Linked DNA regions of Zea mays: region 1 is linked to region 2. Evidence: chromatin contacts called from public Hi-C data. All regions are on one chromosome and are shown on one strand. Each heading gives the region's core, a stretch centred on a gene start, on an enhancer-like site or on the middle of the called end of the contact. The rest is flanking DNA. Distances are from core to core; before and after follow the strand shown. Region 1 holds the start of LOC103626484 (protein argonaute 1D). Region 2 holds the start of LOC100280442.

Evidence for each region. A called contact is a pair of places that touch in the nucleus more often than the background predicts.
Region 1: a contact with region 2 is called in a Hi-C map of root tip, with 5 times the contacts expected there. The contact joins the promoter of LOC103626484 here to the promoter of LOC100280442 in region 2. A contact is called at or near these places in 4 of 25 Hi-C or Micro-C datasets (bundle sheath, ear, root tip and 1 more).

Annotation. Positions count from the first base shown.
Region 1 is chr5:66,702,798-66,707,202 of Zm-B73-REFERENCE-NAM-5.0, forward strand. LOC103626484 (protein argonaute 1D) reads left to right here and starts at 2,250. Exons shown (of 21, transcript XM_020538404.2): 1 at 2,250-2,565; 2 at 2,657-3,184; 3 at 3,258-3,466; 4 at 3,585-3,734; 5 at 3,843-3,976; 6 at 4,073-4,185; 7 at 4,255-4,361. The coding sequence starts at 2,690.
Region 2 is chr5:66,039,779-66,044,298 of Zm-B73-REFERENCE-NAM-5.0, forward strand. It overlaps LOC100280442, which reads right to left and starts at 2,076. Exons shown (of 6, transcript NM_001153363.1): 1 at 1,830-2,076; 2 at 1,243-1,368; 3 at 1,032-1,143; 4 at 884-945; 5 at 411-761; 6 at 1-313. The coding sequence starts at 1,847.

The DNA.
Region 1 (4,405 bases), core at 1,000-3,499, 660 kb after region 2:
ACGGTGATCCCCAGGAAGTGGTGTAGCTCACCGAGGTCCTTCATCGCGAATTCCTACTGGAGAGAGGAGATGATGTGCCGCGGAGGGTCATTTGAAGAGGCCGCAAAAGGTGTCCGCTTTGGCCTCGATGAAGCCTTGTGAAATCAAGAAAGTGGCAAAGCGACTGTAGGGCATCTGCTTGAGGCCGTAGAGGGATCGATTGAGCTTGCAGACTATGTCGGGATGCGCCGGGTCGACAAAGCCGACAGACTGAGCAATACACCGTCTCAGTCAGAGCGCCATGACGGTTGCAATCCATGGAGATGGTGGCGGCGACAGGGGGAGGGCTGGTGGCTCGGTTGGGAGGGAGGGAAGAGAGAGAAGAACTTGACTATGGTACTATGTTAGACTCAAACACTAACCCTAACCAACATTGGGAGAGATATATTTGTAATAGAGTTGTTGGGCTGAACCCATTACACAGGAAACACCCCATCATAGTACAAAGCCATAAATAACTCTAACAATTTCGACTACTGCAGTTACAACTATAGAGACAAAACAGTGTAGTCAGCGGTACGAATTAAAACCACGGCCTCCGGCCATCTGCTAGCATGTGAGGTCTCAGTCACCCCTCTCTCTGCCTCCTCGAAGAACATACTGGCCCTCTCTCACAAAATGAATAGAGACAAAAAAAAGAAGAAGTAGGGCCATAGTCTTCTTAAACTGCAACCAACAACAACTTGTAAAGAATCTGTTGTCTGAAAACGTGTAGTACGGGTCATGCAAGTCCATCCCATGCGAAATGGATAAAGTGAAGCCTGCTCCAGCTCCTCAGTACTATTATTCACCTGCCTGTCACCACCACATGGCTGATGTTCTCGCACACCACAGCCCCGTGACTTGGGAGCCACTCGATCTCTAGTCTCTACTGCGTGTACGTGCTGTGCTCAATGCCTCAATCTCCCATCAGTTTTTGACTGCGTTTTTCTCTTGCAAGTTTGCATTTTCACCAGCACCCTTCAGGCCGTCAGCTACTACTGCATTCACTCAAGACTTCGTAGAGGCAGGGAGATCCAATGGAGTGAAGGAGATGGATAGTAGCCATTCATGTCGTGGATCTTCCTTGATGCATTCATGAGTTCCCCTTCCTTCCTGCGTGGCTGCTGCATGCACCTTCCATTCTCTTAAATGCTGCCCGAGAGGTACTCCCTCTAATAACAATAATAATGTACTGATGACTGCTGCTTCTGATGTACAATATCCTAGACAGGTGGTGATTGATGTAGGCCCCGTTTGCTGCAGCTTAGTTTCAGGTTCTGGCTGTCAAAAGTTATTGCGGATTGCCAAACATCCATCTATTTATTCCGTTTGGTTCAAATATTTGTAACGTAATGGGTAAGTGATAACGTTAAATTATGTTTGTTTTAGTATAACCGTAATCAGATATCATACTAAAAATTGATACCGGACTATTCAAACTTGTTACCGTCCGTAATCGAGGGTAAACCGTTACCATTACCCTTTACGTTACATTTCGTGAATCAAACAGCACCCTAGTGTAACCTGATTCCGATCGTGGGGACCAAAAACATGGGGTACTCTCTGTTGTCAGCGTGCGGACCGTCCGCGACTCGCATCTCTGCAGGGCGGCAAACCGTTCGCTCGGAGGCATTCAAACCGTTCGTGTGTGAAGAGGCTGCAACAATCTCCTACGGAACCTTGATCCCGCTCCCCAGAGGAACCCCGTCAGGGAGGAAATATCATAGATTCATAGTGTTGTCTTGGGATCGGCAGATCACCTAAGACGTCTCTAAACGATGTCGAGCTGAAGAGATCTGAAGACTGGAGATGAAAAAAACTAAATTACTGCTACTCCTAAGGCAAGAATATAAAGAACATAGTAATTAAACATAGTCATCTACTGAGTAAATCCATACTTTCTACTTCATCTATTCTTTTTTTATTTATCATGGTTTAGTTTAAAAATGAAATAGCAACTGATAAATATTCGAGAATGAATGTAGTATTTTTTATGGCCTTGCTCACACAGTCCCAAGCCCCCTCCCCCTATCTTCCGTGAACCCGCCGAATCCTCCGGTCAGAGTTGCATTGTCATTCACCATTTGTTTGCCACATGCAGGCGACAGAGCGCACCTGCTATTGCTTCTGTCAAGTAAAAAGATTTTTCACATTTTGGTTTGAACGAAATGAACTACAACACCTGTTCTTTTTTCCCTATATCCCCAAGGCAAATAGTAGATATTTTTTGACACATCAATCAATAGCACATCATTACTCTACTATACCCAAGTGAGTGAAGGCATTTCTGCACTATTGCAAAAAGGTACCACCATGTATATTACTCAACCAAAAAAAAAGGTAAATGAACACTTGAAAAATATATACCCAGAGTTAACTGCAGAGTATTATATAGTATCTCCTGAGCAACCAACGCAATAGTCATCCAACCAACCCCAAGTGCACTCACATTTATTCTGCTGCGCCCCGACCCACTGAAAGAAAGAAAGAAAGAAAGAAAGAAAGAAAGAAAGAACAGGCTCCCCTAGCTCCGCCTGCCCAAGGGTGATCACAAGCGGCCTTCTGCTTCCTCTGTTCTTCCTCCGTCTTCTCCTCTCGTCAAATTCTAAAAACTGGACTTTTCCTCTCTTGGCAGCGCATTGAGTTTGTCAGTTTCACTGCCCACGGCATGGGATCTTGGAGACAAAAACTGCCTGGGTTAGGCGAGGGCTCAGGCTCAGGCTCACAGGCTGCTGAGGCCGGCGGTGGTGGGAGAGGTTTCCGTGGCCGTGGTGGCTTCTACCATCAACAGCAGTCCCCACAAGGTGGTCGTGGTCGTGGAACTGGCTACTACAGTGGTGGTGGTGGTGGTAGAGGTGGACGTGGGGCAGTCCCGTCCGCCATAGCTCCCGAGCTGCGCCAAGCAATGCAAACTTCAAATGAACCTGATAACATCCCAGCGCCAGAGGCAGGCTCCCAGTCCCAGGATGCGCCGTCACCAAGCGAAGAGGCTGTGGATCAGCTGAAAGGCTTGTCTGTACAGGACATTGTGCAGGCGTTTCCAGTGTCGAGCAAGTTCCCTCACCGCCCAGGAAATGGAAGCGTTGGCACCAGGTGTTTGGTGAAGGCAAATCACTTCTTTGCTGAATTATTACCTGCCAAGAAGGATCTTCATCAGTATGATGTATGTTGTTCTATCAATATCCCTTTCAACGTTTTCTCTTGAATCTACCTAAATGTTTTTTTTACTCTGACAGGTTTCAGTTACCCCGGAAGTGACATCGCGAATTGTGAACCGTTCTGTCATGGAGGAGCTGGTGAGGCTGCACAAGCTGTCATATTTGGGAGGTCGGCTTCCAGCCTATGATGGTAGAAAGAGCCTGTACACGGCTGGACCCCTGCCATTCACTTCGAAAGAATTTCACATCACTCTACTCGAGGAAGACGATGGTTCTGGAGTAGAGAGGTATCTATACTATACTTTATTTCTGTTTGACATATTCCTGTTGTCGTTTTTGTGAAGAATTTCACACACAAAAAAATGGGTTTAGCATGTTCCTGTTTGACATTTCCTGTATGTCTAGGCGTAAGAAGACATACAAGGTAGTGATTAAATTTGCCGCAAGGGCTGACCTCCGGCGTCTGGAGCAGTTTTTAGCTGGAAGGCAGGCAGAGGCTCCTCAAGAAGCCTTGCAAGTTCTTGATATTGTTCTGCGGGAGCTGCCGACAACAAGGTAATTAAATTAGACTCTCTCTCTCTCTCTCTCTCTCTCTAGGTTTCAGGATGATACATGCACTGATGATTTGGCTCTCTCTCTCTCTCTCTTGTTTTTTTTTAAAAGATATGCACCGTTTGGGCGATCGTTTTTCTCTCCTGACCTGGGGAGGAGGCGTTCCCTTGGTGAGGGAATAGAAAGCTGGCGTGGGTTTTACCAGAGCATTCGCCCTACTCAAATGGGCTTGTCATTGAATATTGGTAAAACTCTGTCTGTCTGTCTGTCTCTCTCTCTCATCAGATACATACATACATACAAGATTACTGAATGCTTCTAACCTTTTCTTGTCTTTTCAGATATGTCTGCAACTGCTTTCTTTGAGCCATTACCTGTCATAGATTTTGTTGCACAGCTTTTAAACACCGACGACATCTACTCGAGGCCCCTCTTAGACGCTGAACGTGTCAAGGTACGCTAGCAGATATTTGTAACGTCACTTTACTCAATATTTTTTTTGATTAATTTACTCGATTTTCAGATAAAGAAGGCCTTAAGAGGCGTGAAGGTGGAAGTTACGCACCGTGGTAACATGCGACGCAAGTATCGAATAGCTGGTTTAACATCTCAGGAAACTCGGGAGCTAACGTATGGCAAAAAAAAATCCATGTTTCTTCATGAACTCCTGCATT
Region 2 (4,520 bases), core at 826-3,325:
CCGGAAAACCGTAGTAAGGCCACCACATATGAAGAGGGGAAATCCTAGCATCCCCTGACTCATACATATGAGCAGGGAAAGAATGGAACGGAAGAAACCATCCGTTATGGGCAGGGTATGCTGCCACCCCTCCTCCAACCCAGGATGTTTGCATCACTTCTTGTGTATCATCTCCAGCTCCCCCATCCGAGGAACAGACTTTCTTTGGGTCTGGGATGATAACTGTCTTCCCAAAAAGCTTCAAACTGGTTTCTTGGACTCGTGATGAATCTTCTTCAGACAGCTCACCATCACTGTTGTCCTGCTTTGATTCCTGTAATTGAAACATACCAAGCCGCATAAGCAAACATGTTCACGTTTCAGGTTACACCCATTTCGAAAGACGACCCACAGGATGAATGTTTCCTTACCTGATGGGATCGGTCTTCTATTTGCTGAGTGAGCAAATTTTCCTCCCCATTCACTATCTCAGGGACATTATTCCCATCATCTGATGACGCAGGAGACGTGCCCCCAGTTGATGGGTTTGATATTGATGAACCAAAAGCATCCGACTGCATTGCAGATAACACCGAGACAGGCGAACCATTCTCTTGGTCAGAACCAGATGGTGATGAAACAGGAGCATTCTTCGGTTCGCCCATTGGAGCATTTGTCACGGTGGAGTCGGCACACTTGCGAGGGTATGGGTGCAGTGGTTTTCTCTTTGGCCTAGGGGGTGGGATCTCAATTGAATTACTGGCCCCAGGTTCACGCACGACCTGCGTAGTTAGCTCAGAGTTAGCTTCTAGATAATCTCACTGTGCAAGCATATGTGATGGTAAAATACTGTGAATGCAGTGACAGCAGCTAAATTGAGCACAGCCACATGAGGGTTAAGCACCTTGGAGAAAAACTTCTGAGCATGGCTCCGAATCTGGACAGCAGTCTTTGTGCCAATGTGTTCTAATAAACGGCAGTTTGGAGGACAAATCAGAGAACTAATCATCAGCGTGCTCTAACGTAGGGTCACATGTAAAGCCTGCACGCACCTTGTATCTGGCGCCAAGACCGACCATAGAGCTTCAGTGCCTCCAGGAACTTCCCATGCTCTTCCTCTGTCCACTTCTCTCGCTGCTTCGTGATCGTGTAAGGCTTCCGAACCTACTTGAATCAAGGCAGGTGCCCATTAGTTGGCATGGTGAGCTGGTGACAGTGCTGTACGCTCACACTGATCTCAAAAGTGGGACAATAAATGGGTACCTTGACAGGGTAACCGTCCGCCCCCTCCTTGGGTTGCGTTGCATCATCCACCAGGGGTGATTCGACAGCATCCGACCGCAGCCTTTTGTCAATCGACAAGGCAGGTGAATCCAACGCGTCCCTTTCCTGTAAGGAACAACAGGAAACAAGTATTTAGTGATCGTCCCTCAACAGGTCAAAGCCATGCCAGATTCTACTTCTACCATGCATAAATGTCCAGATTTGAGCTCCCAGTGCTCCGGATCCCGCAAACGACATCAACTTAAGACATGTAATGGTGGTGGTAATAATAGGATGGGTGGGAACTGTTGGATTGATTGGAAGACAAGTTGCGATAGTGCTGTAAAAAAGGGGAACGAGTACAGCAAATTAGCTAAACACATGTTACGTGTTGGTCATCTCGTTCTAGTAGAACTCTCTACGGGTGCCATGATTGGCGTGCAACAGACAGGAAGGAGAAGCGTCTAGAAACAGCACATTTTTTTAAGAGGGTGATGAGATATTGGCATTAAAAAACTATTTTCAACACCGGCAGGCGGCAGGGAAGGATCAAGTGGAGGAGGGAAAGGGAGGAGACAATTGCATACCTGCGCCATGGACTCCATGAGGCGGGCCCGGAGCTCAAATCTCCGGATTCACCTTGGTAGGCTCTTCTTGCGCACGGAGAGCCCAGCAGAGGAGCAGCCGGCGGTCGAGGTCGTGGAAATTCGGTCCCTTCTCCGGCCGGGATCCGTCCAGAAAGCACAAAAAAATCGCTTCTTTGCCGGCCAGAGAACGAAACTCAGCACGGCCAGCCGCGGGGCGAGTCCGGAGAGCCGTGAGGAACGGAGGGAGGGGAGGAGGACGCGGCGGAGAGGAAGCGGTGGAGTCTCGCTCTGGCTGGCAAGGGCAAGGAAATGGAAATGGCGAGAGGAAGGAGAGGGGTGGGAGCGGCGAGATTTCTGGGGGCGAAGGGAGGGGAGGGGAGGCGGGCCACGTCGGCCGTGGGCCCCGCCTGTCAGGGCTGGAAATTTCGAGAAGGGCCAGGGATCGAGTGGCTGGGGAGGCCCCGGGAGGGGAGGGCCCACCTCCGCCCTCTGCGGATATTTTACGTTCTGACCCCTCTGTTTTCCCTTTTGAGATAGAGGGTCTCTTTCTCTTTTTTTTCCCCATTTTCTCAGGGTGGTTTTGTTTATCTATAGCATTGTATCGAAATTAAATATTTCATTGAGCCTCATTATAAATTTAGAAGTTTGTTCTGAAAATTTGAGAAGTGGAGTGAAGTGATTGGAGTGGATAGGAAGGTTTCCACGTGTTGACAATAGGGCACGAAGCAGCGTAGAGAAAATAAAAGAGAAAACACCGCAAATATCTGCGGCCGTTCAAATAGCAGATATTTTTTCCGCGGATAAACCCGGACCGTTTTCTCGTTACTAGATAAGAAAAAGGAAACGAACAAGAAAGAAGGATAAATTCCTAGCTGTGTCGTGTCCACAAGAAATTCCAAGAGCATTTCCTCTCTTTTTTTGTAACAGAAAAGTAAAATAATATAGGAAGTGCACCGTGCTGTGCTGTGCTTGTGCAGGGAAAGAAAAGAAGAATATCCGTGGCCGCAAAAAGCGTGGCCACAAGTATTTCTCGCTGCGCTTTTTCGGCGCCACGTCACGCGGCCAGCTTCGAGGCCCAGAAAGATCCTGCGGCGGGGCCCACACCACCCACCCCACCCCAACTTGTGGCCGTCGTTAACGTTACGCTGCCAAAGCATCCCTGGCCACAAGTTTTCTTCTTCTTCTTTTTTTCCTTTTGGTTTTTATTCTCCTTTTTTAATACCTTAGGTAGTACTAGTAGGGGTAAAGACTTAGAGTGATGTGCAGAGCTTAGCTAATGTCCTTTGATAATTAGCAAGCCTTTCATTTCCATTTCGATTTTTTTCCACTCAAGGCATATGAATTGTTTTTTTTTCCTTCCCAAAAACAAATCCTACGAGAGAGTGGATCGATCTTTTTTTGGGCATAGAAGCAGTAGACGGATTTAGACTGGACCATATAAACCGAGCAACAGCGACCTTGATCCAACTAAAGCCTGCTCATCAGAGACAGCGACGTGCGCCCTTCTTCCAGCCAAAGAATTTGAGCTGCAACCAGAACCATCTGTCTGGAATTGCAGGGCCGAACCGAATGTATCAGCTTCTCAACTCAAGGCTCTGTTTGGCACCAATATTTCTCAAAAATACGGTTTTACAATATTGTTCTCTGTAATTATTTATATGTAAAATTGTAGGCCATAGTATTCGGCAAAGGTTAGTCATGTCATGAAGACTTTAGAGTAGAGCAAAATTTTCAATACTGTAAAAATATCATGGTATCTATAATATCTTGATTTTAAAAACATAGTTTTTAGGAATTCAACGAAACCTTTTATAACATAAAATACTATAATATTACTAAAAAACATGACATTGTCTAGAAATCGTAAAAAAAACCGTACTCCCAAACAATTTAATTAAGGCCATGTTTGGAAGGATTCACTTCAGAAATTGTAGCTTCGGTTTTCCACCTTTATCATTAAACAACTCCAATATATTGGTAAAGCGGGTTTAAAGAGTGTTTGGCTTACACGTAGACTCTAGTTTCTGTAATACATTAATTTGTGTGAGTTTTCTTAGTTAACCTTGATGATTGGAGGGTGCAGAAAGAGACATGAATTGGTAGGTCATGTGACCAATGGTATGATAGGTAATTTTGATATAGCTTCATAAGAAGGTATAAAAACAATATTTTTGAAGCACCCTTTGAGGGGCTTCGAAAGTTTCATGAAACTAGTCTCTAGTTTCAGTTTTTTTAAAGTTACAGGTCATAGAGTTAGATCTGTTTGGATAGAAGAAACTGAAATAAACTCGAAATTTTAAAGTGAAGCTCTTCCAAATAGGATCTAAGATGAGCTAGAGGAAAGTGAGATAGAGGCGGAGCTCTGTTTAACAACTTCTAATGGCATCTCTTAATAAGTTCATGGGCTTTATGCAGTTAACTCTCTAAGGATACGACCAATGTACGGTGGTAGAATATCTCGGATGATTTATCTGAAACATGCATGCAACCTCCATCACGTCGCTTTCAGCTAATATCTCGGCTGATAAATTAGTGGACGCAAGCTCGACAGGTTGCGAAGCGCAGTTCACAGAAAAGGAGGAAGAAGAAGAATAAAAAAACACACATACAGTATAGGAGCTATATAATGTGGAGGGGAACAAAAAAACGAACTTGAAAATGAGCGTACATAGAGTGTGGTCCATTCATCCC